3 separate regions of the Mus musculus genome follow, and all the other regions are linked to region 3. Evidence: chromatin contacts called from public HiChIP or PLAC-seq and promoter capture Hi-C data. All regions are on one chromosome and are shown on one strand. The core of a region is the stretch at or near the end of the contact, and the rest is flanking DNA. Distances in the headings are between cores, read along the strand shown. Region 1 holds the start of Otx2os1 (orthodenticle homeobox 2 opposite strand 1). Region 2 has its middle 44 kb from the start of Naa30. Region 3 holds the start of Atg14 (autophagy related 14).

What was found. HiChIP or PLAC-seq counts read pairs in DNA pulled down with a chosen protein or histone mark. Capture Hi-C pulls out chosen DNA fragments and counts their contacts.
Region 1: a promoter capture Hi-C map of pancreatic islet shows a contact between it and region 3. The contact joins the promoter of Otx2os1 here to the promoter of Atg14 in region 3. A contact is called at or near these places in 3 of 39 promoter capture datasets (embryonic stem cells, hippocampal neurons and stem cell-derived epiblast-like cells) and 1 of 9 other capture datasets (pancreatic islet).
Region 2: an H3K27ac HiChIP or PLAC-seq map of embryonic stem cells shows a contact between it and region 3, with 4 times the contacts expected there. The contact joins the enhancer-like site here to the promoter of Atg14 in region 3. A contact is called at or near these places in 1 of 39 promoter capture datasets (hippocampal neurons) and 3 of 115 datasets of contacts at active chromatin or transcription factors (astrocytes and embryonic stem cells).

Annotation. Positions count from the first base shown.
Region 1 is chr14:48,667,164-48,671,076 of GRCm38.p6, reverse strand. It overlaps Otx2os1 (orthodenticle homeobox 2 opposite strand 1), which reads right to left and starts at 1,789. Exons shown (of 5, transcript NR_029384.1): 1 at 1,681-1,789; 2 at 628-783. Otx2 (orthodenticle homeobox 2) reads left to right here and starts at 3,433. Exons shown (of 5, transcript NM_001286482.1): 1 at 3,433-3,649; 2 at 3,804-3,877.
Region 2 is chr14:49,126,787-49,130,648 of GRCm38.p6, reverse strand. No RefSeq gene overlaps it. Among named protein-coding and RNA genes, the nearest start is that of Naa30, 44 kb to the left of the region's middle. Within about 2 kb of position 1,523, at least 10 of the 459 cell types and tissues checked have an H3K27ac peak or open chromatin away from gene starts, as enhancers often do. A contact at or near this core is called in embryonic stem cells, where this site is marked.
Region 3 is chr14:47,566,536-47,570,470 of GRCm38.p6, reverse strand. It overlaps Atg14 (autophagy related 14), which reads left to right and starts at 2,037. Exons shown (of 10, transcript NM_172599.4): 1 at 2,037-2,285. The coding sequence starts at 2,065. It also overlaps the pseudogene Gm6616.

The DNA of each region.
Region 1 (3,913 bases), core at 540-3,039, 1.1 Mb before region 3:
TTCTTTTTTTTTAATTAGCCTGGAAGACCCCAGGGATGGTTCTCCCCTCCCCCACCCACTCCCATAGTTAATAAACTTGGAGGAAACTTTGGAATATTTTAAACCAGCTTGGCATTTTGAATGGAGAAAAATCAGCCCAGTTAGTGATATACATAAATCCAGATTACAAAACATGGATATCAGCCATAATGTGGGAATCACATACAAGCCTTGACAAATAACTTGGTGCCTGTATGCTGCTACTTTCCCGAAGCTTCATATCTCATCAGCCTAGCAGAGTAATTGTACACACAGCCACTACGACCCACCCACTAGTTAATGAGAATTGTTGGGAAAAAAAAAAAAAACCACAATCAAGCTATCTTAAGTCAGTTTCATAGGAAATGTTTTTGTTTTCTAAATGGGAGAAAAGTTAAACTCTGGATAAAGGAAATACAATGAATGGCTAGGAAGAATATTGGAGGCTCAAGAACTTACTGAAAATCAAGAGATGTTTCCATCCAAGGAGTCTTTTTCTCCCATCAAGCTTCTAAGGGTTTCTGTGAAGCAGCCCACCCTCTCCACCCCCCTTCTCCCAAAGCCAGTGGCTTTTGTCCTGACCTAGAATAGGGTTTGTGGAAACCGTACCTGAGCCGGGGTGTCTGCAATTTCCAAATTGACAAGAAGAGACTGGAAGATAAAATGCATGTTCTTACAGGTGAAGAGCAATTTTGCAACTTTTCCAGGCGACACAGGAGAAAGCTTGCCTGCTACCAACTGCTGGAGAGTCTGGGCAGAATTCCTCTAGAAAGAAAAAAAAGAAAAGTCTTTTTTCCCTTCCCTCCCTTGTCTTCATCTCTGGCTCTGGCTCTCTTTCTCCTCCTATGTGCGTGTGCGTGTGTCTCTCTCTCTTTCAGATCCAATCTTTTGAGAGCTGCAGCACACTGCTAAGCTAAAGGGAAATTCTCTTTGATAAAGCAGTGTTTCCAGCTTCTGGGTTTTAAAACCTAAATCTATATTCAAATCTGGCTGAAGGTGTGTTCTGGGATTTATGAAAAGCCTCTTAAAGGGGTAAATTTACCAAACCGTGACAAAATCATCACGATCTTACTTTAGACATCTGAAGTGGATGAGAATTTTAAAGAGACCCTTGTTTATTTAACACTGTCCGTTTCCAACTGGTGGTTTATTGGCCCTGTATTTCCGCGAAGTTATTAGACTAGAGGGCAAAGGAGAAGCGGGGGGCTGTGTGCTGCCAGCCGCTGAAGGGGAAAGCCCTCCCACGCTGTATCTAACAGAAATCCTCCACTGTCTATAGCACTCCGGACTTTTCTGGGAGGTTTGGTTGCTCTGGGTTGTCTCAGGATGACACCCCAAACCTTTACCCGGGCCTTGAGAGGTTCCTAATGTCTCCGGACCCTACTGTAGATGTATCGCTTTCTCTCCGGATTTTTTCATTTACTTTGAGTGACTCACAAGCCCTCGCTCTATTTCGTTACCGCACCCCACCTCTACTGCCCCCAAGGCCTTGCTCCCCTACATCCACAATGGCCTTTTTCTCTTTTCTTTTCTTTTCTTTTCTTTTCTTTTCTTTTCTTTTCTTTTCTTTTCTTTTCTTTTCTTTTCTTTCTCGCCCTTTGATGCTTTCAACATCATTATGATCAAACCGGGGAGAACTCTTTTCTCGGGGTGGGAAACAACCTCTTTTTCAAGAGATTCGCGTGGATTTGCCTTTCCATCATACAAAGCACGATGGCTCGGACCAAGAGCCAGGACCTGCTTCCCACAGCCCGGGCCACGCGGGACAACTGCCTGGGACATTTGTTTACCTCTCCTAAATGAAAGGCCTTAGGGACAGTCGCCAGGTGTTTCTGCACAGTGGGGGCGGGGTAACAAGGAAAGATCCGTACTCACCCTCCCCCCTAGCCTAGGCCCCACAAAGTCGTGGCTCTGGGGAACGCGACAGCCAGGAGTTTCCTTAGGACTGGAACAGCTACGAAGGAGCCAGGAAGAACTGGGCAAGCCCGGAGGAGCTCGAGGGTTCGCGGAGCCTCCAGGACCCCAAGGCTCTTAGGACACACCTGCAAGTCTGCAGCGGCAGCGGAGTGCCCAGCCTTAGGCCGGAGCCGAGCCCAGCCGGGCTGCCGAGAACTTGCAGCCTCGTGCGCACTCCCGTAATTCGCTAATTGCTGTAAATCCCAAGGACGGCCACATTTGATTACACATACAGTATAAGAACCGACAACAAAGCGACGAATTAATTACCAACTTCATTAACATAGGTCCCCAAATTAAAGGCAACGAGCTGTTTCTTTGGGCCCACTAGCAGTGGTGGCGGTGACTGAGGTAGTGAGGGAGGGGTGGGTTTTTTCGTTTTGTTTTGTTTTTCCTTCTGCATTGGGAGTTGTGAGGGGAAAGCTATCCTCCCCCCCCCTCCCCCTCCCAGCCTCCATTCACACACTCAGCAGTAGCGTTTGCCCCTCACCTCCCCCCGCCCCGTCCCCTAATATTCTGTCCAGCGTGTTTCTGCTTTTCTAGAAAACTCTGATTCTTGTTTAAAAAAAAAAAAAAAAAAAAACCAGTCTGGACCAGAAGAAGTTGAGTTGGTTGACCCTGCAGCATCCCAGCTCCCGAGTTTCGGCCTCTGAGTAGGGCGCCTCCATCCCTAGTAACTCCCAGGCCTGAAGTACCAGGCGTTTGTTCTTAAGCACAAACTGTTTCTACTGGGGGCTTTTTGTCACCTCATACTCAGCTGGAGAGATTTGAGGTATCCCCTCCCTTGGCCGGAAATCTGCCTTGGCGGTAGATTTGGGAGCTCACGTTTTCTTTTGTATCTTGCTCTATGCTTATCAAATTGAAAAAACATGCCTGGAAAGCCAGAACTCCAGAGACCAAGGGTTATTCTAAGGGGTAAAAGAACAGCCAGTGAGGACGCTGGAGTTTTCAGACAGTCCATAGCTGCGTGACTCTCTGCCTACACTGCATGTTCACAGCTCAGTTCCACTCTTGTTCATCTTCACCCATTTTTCCCTCAGCGCCGTCTGGTCCTCTTCAAGAGAACATAGCCCTGTTTTTAAGCCTGTGCCTGGGTTTGAGTTCTGCCTCTGACCCACACATTCTTTGCTAGCGTTGGAAATCGAAAACGGGGTACTACCCCCTCCCTCCTTCCCCTAGCTTTGACTTAAATATTTTCCTGCTTTATGTTGTTTGGTATCCTTTCTCTAAAATAAAAACAAAAAAGAAAAGGAGGATAAGAAGGAGTATAAAGGAAGAAGAAAAGACCGAAGAGGGAGGCCTTCCTGTCCATCATTTTAATTATACAATTAGTTCACATGCTTGGGCCCATAATGTATATTTTAAGCGTAGCCCAGTGTTTTAAAGAACGTTCTGGTAGTGTCGGAGGCCTGGATTTGTTGCCTGCTCTTCCCCCCGTGCAGCAGCGGCCTGTTTTCCTCCCCCTGTTGTGTGTTTTTATTATTTTCCCTCTGGCTTAGATGTGTCAATCATTCTCTCCCTGCCATTGGTTGGAGAGTTTGCGTCAAAAAGTTGCCAGAGAGGCGCTTTCTCAGCAAATCTCCCTGAGAGCGGAACCTTCCTCAGCTCCAACTCAGCCTCCACTGTTACTAAAAAATAAAAATCGCTAGAGGAGCTCAGTCGCCACCTCTACTTTGTATGTATCGTAGACGGACACAAGCCTGTTTACAACTCTGGCCACTTCATTTTATGTTTTCTTTTAATTGTTTTTTTTTTCTGGTTATGTTTGACTTTTTATGGAAAGGTGAAGACTACAAGGTTTTTAACTGAATGCTCTTGATTTCTTTTAGGATAGCTGGCTATTTGGAATTTTGAAGGATAATTTGATTTTTTTTTCTTTTCTAACGTCCAATGCGGCTGTAAGGTAAGTGTCCGTCTGTCTTGTCTATAGCGATATCTT
Region 2 (3,862 bases), core at 274-2,773, 1.6 Mb before region 3:
GCCTGAGAGCCATGGCCATGCAGCTTCTAACACAGACCAGTGCCGCAGGTTCTGTTGTAGATCTTTTTCTTTTACATTTCTCCAGTACAGAACACTCCAGCACTCCTATAGCAAGGTGAGAGATGGACACAGCTAGGAGAATTTCCTGCAGTATGTGCTGCAGCAGCAGCAGCAGAAACAAAGGAAGATCCTGCCTCAACAAGGCAGCAGGCAAGAATCAGTTCCCTGAAGGTGTCCTCTGACCTCTCCCTGCACACCATGGTACACACACACACACACACACACACACACACACACACACACACACACCCTAGAATTGTAATGTTAATTAATGCCTTTGACTCTGAACACATGTTACGCCTTGATCATAGTGTTTTGCTGCAAGACATTGAACTAAGGCTATTTTAATCTTCCTCTTCCTCCATTCCTTTCCTTTCTTTTTCAATATTGAGGGTTGAACCCAAGGCCTTAGATGGGCTAGACAAGGGTTCTATTATCAAAATACACCCCCAGCCTTAATTCACATTTTTCATTTAAAACATAACAGATTTAATAAGGGAAAGCACTTAAGGTCAGTTGTGTTGGCTTTGTTATGGAGGCCATACCATAAGCCCCAGATTCCCCTTTGCTTGTTTTACTGCATCTCTTCCTTCCTGAAGAGCTGCCTGTTTGGGCTTATCAATAACTGCTTGCTGTTAGTAAAGAAATAGGCTGAAAACATTAGCTTCTATACTGCCACTAAAAGGAGCCACTTCTAGTATTCTTACCCTCCATGTTCTGGATGAGAGTGTGAAAACCACTTATCAAGATTATATTTTTCATTTTTGAGTTCTTTTGTTTTATTTTTCTTCTTCCATCTCTCCCTTCTGCCAAAGTTAATGTCTTATTTATTTATTTTTTGATGCTTTTACTGAAACAGGGGCCTCAGTTGCTTCAGAATGATTGGTCTTATAAGTTTATAAACCATCTACCCTTTAAACAAGGTACAGAAGCATGGAATTGTGCATCCACTCAGTTATATGGAACATTCAAGTTACCAGTGCTTTGAGTTCTTGCTGTGAGCCTTACCCGGTTCTGAATTCCCTCAGAAATTATTTGCGGTAGTCGATCTTCCAGAGACACTAGTTTCCTGTTCTGTCACTGGTAGCTTTCACGTGTGTGCTTCATGATGGCTGTAAAGGGCCACACTGAGAAGCCATGTGATTGATCATGAACTAAACAAATAGTATTTTTTTTTCAAGCAGCTTTAAAAATAAAAACGGACTCTAAACGAGTTGCTAGGACGTATGTGGATCACCACATCCTGCTTGCTGTCTCTTTTATGTTATGGAAACTAGCCGTAGGGATGGATTTTAAGGGACAGTAATAGTTATAGGAGCAGTTGCCACAATGTCACAGACTCCTTTGATGTCTTTATGTACTTGCAGTCGCAGGTGATATTTGAATCTTATCCAGTGCCATTTCCGTCTTGCCCAATGGGGAAAACGATTCTTGTGGGCATTCTTTGTACTGTTTCCACCTGCCACGGGGTATTAGCAGATTACAGGAAACACTGGGAGGTGCCCTGTGACATCCAAGTGAACAATGGCACATTTGTTTGCCTTTCTGCCTTCAAGGACATTTGAAGGGTGACTTCTGAATAGAGTGTTTTTGTGAACGTTAAAAAGCTGTGTATTCGTGTGAACATAGACAGAGGAGAGACATAACTTCCAACCCCATAACTGAAATGAGAGCTCTAACACAAGAGGCCAGTTTTCTAGTGTTTTGTGTTGTGTTGTGTTGTTTTTAATTTCCAGTTTGCTCCTAGGCACCTCCTGCTCAGGAAAGCCGTCTTAGAGACACCCAGGATCACACGGGGGGCTGCGGCCAGCAGCCAGCAGCCCTACCTTCCTTTGACAATGTGGAAGAATTGTTAAGAGGAATGCCTTTCTTCCCACATCTCTGCCTGTCAGAAAAGACAGCTATGCAGACTTTCTCATGCCATTCCTGATTACCATACCTTTTATTACCTTGGATCATGACAACTAGAAGAAGCAATCAAGAGAGGAGTCTGTGAGATTTTATGTTATCATAGAAAGAATTCCAACAACGGAACTAGCATGGCTAAATCCCTCATGAAAATGTGACTAACAGTAGCTAAATCACTTTATTCCACAACATTTCTGACACCTCACAAGCCCAGATTGCACAATAGAATTCTACAGAGAATATGTGGCCAACCTGAATTTTATTTCTTATTTCCATAAAATGAAAAAGATACTAGTTGGATGAGTCTCAAGTGTTCCAAAGTCCTGTTTGGTTGGTTAGGTTTTTTGTTTGTTTGTTTGTTTTGTTTTGTTTTTCAGAAACAGTGTCTCACTATATAGCTATGGCTGTCCTGGAACTCACTATGTAGACCAGACTGGCCTCGAACTCACAGATGCACCTGCCTCTGCCTCTCTAAGTGCTGGGATTGAAGGTGTGTACTACTACTCTGGCTAAGCGTTAGGACATTTTCTGCATGTTGACAAACATTTGTTTAAATTGAACTTGGGAGGCTCTTAGCTCTTAAGATTCATTTATGTGTTATTATCCTCTATTACGACAATTAGAAAAAGACAATCAAGAGAATAATTGTCTGTGAGATTTTATGTTATTGTAGAAATTGGCTGGTCTGGGTTGTCTAAAGGTTGGCCGGTAACAATACAGACAGGCATGTGGCTAGTCCATAAACCTCTGAAAAACTGCAGTGGGGCTGGTATCTCTCACTGAAGGAGAGATATAGGTGCTACGGCTCAATTGGTGTTCAGTGTTAAAAGACTCAAGATTAGATCAGGGACAACTGAAGAATAAAGACCTCCCTGTCAATGAGCATCAATCGTGCACAGAAACGGACATTCACCGAGCAGAGTTCCGTCCTCCTGCCCTGGAGAGTTTTCCAAAAGTTTAGAGACGTCAATAAGGCCAAGCTTCAACTGGCTGCAGGCGCAGCAGCTTTTCCACCGGCAAGAACATACGTAGTGAACCAGCATCGTTTTGCGTCTCCCATGGTGACTGCCAGTCGCGTGCAGGCTTTTGTCTATCCTTTGTGTACTGTTAGACTCAGCTAGAGCCAAAAGAATCAGCTCTAAAGCCAGAGCCTACCTTTCTGCAGAGAGGCTGACGTTTGATGTTTCTCAACGTTTTCATGGCAAGCCGTCCTGAGCTCCTGCCGCCTTACAAGCACTTCTCACATGAAAGTACAAGACTCAGACCGTCCATGCCGCACTCTGTCCTCCTGTCCGGGAGACAAGAAGGCATTGCTTCCTGACAGAGGGCTGCTCCGCTGTTATGATGTGTGGCAGAAGGGCGCTGCGGTGTAATAGGGGAGATGAATTCTTTTCTGAGGTAAAAACTGGGCTTGAGTGTTCCCTCCTTCGGGGTTCCTACTCCTCTGCCCAACATCAGCCAGGGTGCCCAGGGTCGCACCATTACCTGTCCTCATTGGCAGTATATCTAAGCAATCTGTGCTTACCAGCGTTTTCTCTGGAGCACAATAAACGTTTCAAACCCTCTGTTACAGTTTATCATTGTGAATGCATTACTAAAGATTTTTTTGTCGTTGTTTGTTTTTGCTTATGTTTGTTTTTAAAAGAATGTCTACTCTTGTACGCTTTTATTCTTGCCTGAAATTCTTTATTTTTACTTACTTGGGTATGTTTTCTAGCCTGTCTGTCAGAGAAAGCTGGGAGAAATGTTTATGCTAATCACAGACTTTGCAAACCATAAATTTGACTGAAGGTAATCTAAAAACAAACAAACCAACCCTTCGTTAATCTTGGATTTGCTGTGTGCGAAATGAATAAGTAGTTCAAACATCTGCATATAATATATATATATTATA
Region 3 (3,935 bases), core at 788-3,287:
AAAGGTTATTGTTTTTGTTTGGGTTTTGCCTTGTTTTAAAAACATGGTCTAGCCAATTTTAAACTTTCAAAAACTGTTCAAGTTTAGGGGAAACTATTTGGAAAATGATACAGGGAGTTTGATTTTTTTGTTTTTTTGTTTTTTGTTGTTGTTGTTTGTTTTTCAAGACAGGGTTTCTCTGTGTAGCCCTGGCTTGATTTTTTTTATTTTTCTTTTTTTGATTACTCTTCTAATCCCAATTGTATTTAAACAGACCCTGGAGAAGGGGCAAAGTTAGCCAGGTTGTAGTCACCAACTTTTGATTATAGGCAACTGGCTCCTATAACCCAGGCTCTAGGCCCTACATGGCTACTGACCCTGTCCTTTCTAAGGCAGACTTCAGTCTCAAGGTGGAGTGTGAGGAAAACATCAGTTGGTACCCAGCAGGCAGCTCTGAGTGCTGGCAGTGTGACTTGGGAGAAAGAGTTCAGACCTTATCAGTGGACACCCTGATGAAGCCATTCTTGAGAATCATTGGTCCAACTGGACCTCCGGCTTTACTTCTGTTCCCTTCTATGGTTTAGAGGCATATCAAAAAAAATTTTTTTTCTGATATAAACCTCCTCTTTCTGAAGAATCTTTTTTTTTTGAAAAAAAAAAAAAAAACCACCCAAATCTTTATTGTATAGAATATATATAAAATCCTCCAAGATGCTACTCTCTCATTTCCCCATCTTCCTCTTCTTCTTCAATGCCTCTGATGTAGAGGACATTATTACACCTTTTTAGAACTTCACCTAGATGTTCAGACAGCTCCCCATCTATGTACTCTTCTGTATTTGCAAGCTGCATGTTCATGTAGCCATCCATGGAGACCAGGTACTCCATGCCCCACTTAAGTTTCACCATCACTGGCTTTCCTGTCAGTCCATTGAGAGAAGTCTTGGGATTGAGGGGTAAACTCATCGCGACCACTGGCGAGCGCTGCACCCCACTAGCTGTCGACCCCGCCGCTGCCCGCCCCTCGTGACGGTGACCGGAGCGGCTGCTGCTACACGCAAGCGACCCGCGCTAAGAGAAAATCCTTTCTGAAGAATCTTAGGAGGAAATCCTAACTATCGAGTTCAAATTCTCTTAGAACATGACCCAGAGGAGAGGGAAGGACAGAAGCCAATAGAACTCAGTTTTCTGGCTGTGCTTACAGCTAGATTTCTGTGATTACACGCTTGAAATCTGTTAGCTCACGAGGCTGCCACAGGAGGACTGGAACTCGAGGGAAATGGAGGCTACGTAGAAGCACTATCCATTAAAAGCTGATTTCAAAAACATTTATCGCCGGGCGTGCGCCCAGCACTTGGGAGGCAGAGGCAGGCAGATTTCTGAGTTCGAGGTCAGCCTGGTCTACAGAGTGAGTTCCAGGACAGCCAGGGCTATCCTGTCTCAAAAAAAAAAAAAAAAAAGAAAAGAAAAGAAAAAAACCCCACATTTATCTTTGATTTACATCTTCAGTTTGTTTGTTTGTTTGTTTGTTTGTTTTTACTGATGTCGGGAGTGTTAGCCTGCTATGGGAGGTTTTTGCTCAACCCTCTCTGGTTATGGAGGTATAGCAAGTATATCCCCAACCAAGACAAAGTCGGGCAGAGGCGTTAAAAGATTTTCTTCAAATTCCACAGCTTTTAAGAAGGAAGGTGAGTCAAACTTCAGTTAGTTTGAGATCCAACTCTCTCCCAACCTTGCTCCTTGCAGTTTTAGCCCAAAACCTAAAAGTAACCTTAATGAATGAAATGAAATCCCTTGTTCTGTTCCCGCACCTTCACTGAGAATGCTTGGGCACTTATTACTGTATTTTGCATAACGTAGAGGCTTCGTTTGGCGCCACTCCAAGGGTTGAACTGCGCAGCCGCCAAGGAGTGTGGGAAGTAGGACAAGAAGATCCCTGGTTCCTAGATTCTCCGCCTCTGAGCTCCAGCCCCAACCTCTGGACCGCCCCCTTTCCCGCCCCGGCCTTCAGGCCCCGCCTCCGAGCCCAGGATGCACCTGGATAAAAACAAAATCCCACGTGACTGGCCCTGAGCTCAGATCATCATGGCGTCTCCCAGTGGGAAGGGATCTTGGACGCCCGAGGCTCCTGGTTTTGGGCCGCGGGCGCTAGCACGGGACCTGGTGGACTCGGTGGACGACGCCGAGGGCCTTTACGTGGCTGTTGAGCGGTGTCCTCTGTGCAACACCACTCGCCGGCGGTTGACTTGCGCCAAGTGCGTCCAGAGCGGTGATTTCGTCTATTTCGACGGCCGCGACCGGGAGAGGTACGGCGGCCGCCACGGCCCTATTGTTTCTGCTTCTCTGATTCCTCTGGCCCAGCCACCAGAGGCTGGAGGCTGGACACCCTAGGCCGGGCCCAGGAGCCCTGCGAGTGTGGAAAAGAGAATGGAGCTGCTTTGCGCTGGCGCTTTGTTGCCAGTGGCAGGGTGGGGGTGGGTGCTAGGTGAACGTAGGTTGCTGTTCCCCACCACCCACCAGAGTTTCTCTAGGGTCCTCTTGGGTACTTGGGGAAAGGAAATACAGTCCTTCTGGAGAAGTCTGTGTAGAGGAGTCTTAGTTCTCCCATTCAGAAGCGTAGTTTTACCTTTTCCCGTCTTCAGACATAAATACATTTTACAGAAGGAATCCGCAGAGAACTAAATTGGTTAGGAGGGCTTGAACCTTGGTTGTCTGTGTCACAGGTGGATACAGCTCTTTGTGAACGAGGACCAGGACTAGGTTACTTCCTTCTGTAATCCCAAAGTTGATTTTGTCACTGGGGATACTGGACTGTGTTTTTGAGTTGCAAGTCCTTAGTTAAAAGAACTGCGTTTAAGGAAATATTTTGTCTTTCTTTTGAATTAAGATATTAGAAAACTGAATGCTTAGCTGAAGAATCTTTTACTCCTAACGTTTGTTTCAACAATAACGAAATAGGTAACTTTTTAGTATGTTTGTTTGAGACAGTGTCTCACTATGTAGCTCTCTCTGGGTGGCCTGGAACTCACTATATAAATAAGACTTGCCTGGAACTCGGAGAGATCCTTCTGCCTCTGCTTCCTGAGCGCTGGGAAAAGTGTGTGTGCTATTATGTCCAGATAAAACAATTTTTTAGTCCTAAATTTGAAGCATTTATTTTTTTACAACAACCCATGCAAGTTATTGCCAGCCGATTACTTGAGGAGACTTGTACGTAGTAAATGCCTTGTTCCAAGGCCCCAAACAGTTAAAACCCAGACATCCTGGATCCATATACGGGTGCATTTAACTGCAAGGCTATGTAACATGTAAATTTTGGGGGTGTTTTAATCCCCATTATTCCTGTGAATGGGGCTCATTTCTTTTTCTTCTGAAAATACTGGTGTAACAGCATCTTTTTAAGTTCATTGCTGTTTTATGGATCCACATGATGATTTTAGTACGTTATAGCTCTAAAAGTTAAACCAGTTTTGTTTTAAGAAAAACAAGTAGGAGATAGGAATGTCTCATTGTTGAGTCTTATGAAATATTTAGCTTCTACATTTTCCTATTTTTAAGATTTATTTATTTTATGTATATGAGTACACTGTTGCTGTCTTCAGACACACCAGAAGAGGGTGCCAGATCTCATTATGGATGGTTGTGAGCCACCATGTGGTTGCTGGGAATTGAACTCAGGACCTTCGGTATAGCAGTCAGTGCTCTTAACTGCTGAGCCATCTCTCCAGCCCACATTTTCCTATTTTTACTCTTGTAATTTCAATACCATCTAGATGCTGAAGACTGCCACTTTTTTTTGGGGGGGGGGTGTTTGAGACAGGGTTTCTCTGTATAGCCCTGGCTATCCTGGAACTCACTTTGTAGACCAGGCTGGCCTCGAACTCAGAAATCTGCCTGCCTCTGTCTTCTGAGTGCTGGGATTAAAGGCGTGCGCCACCACGCTGGGCTTGAAGACT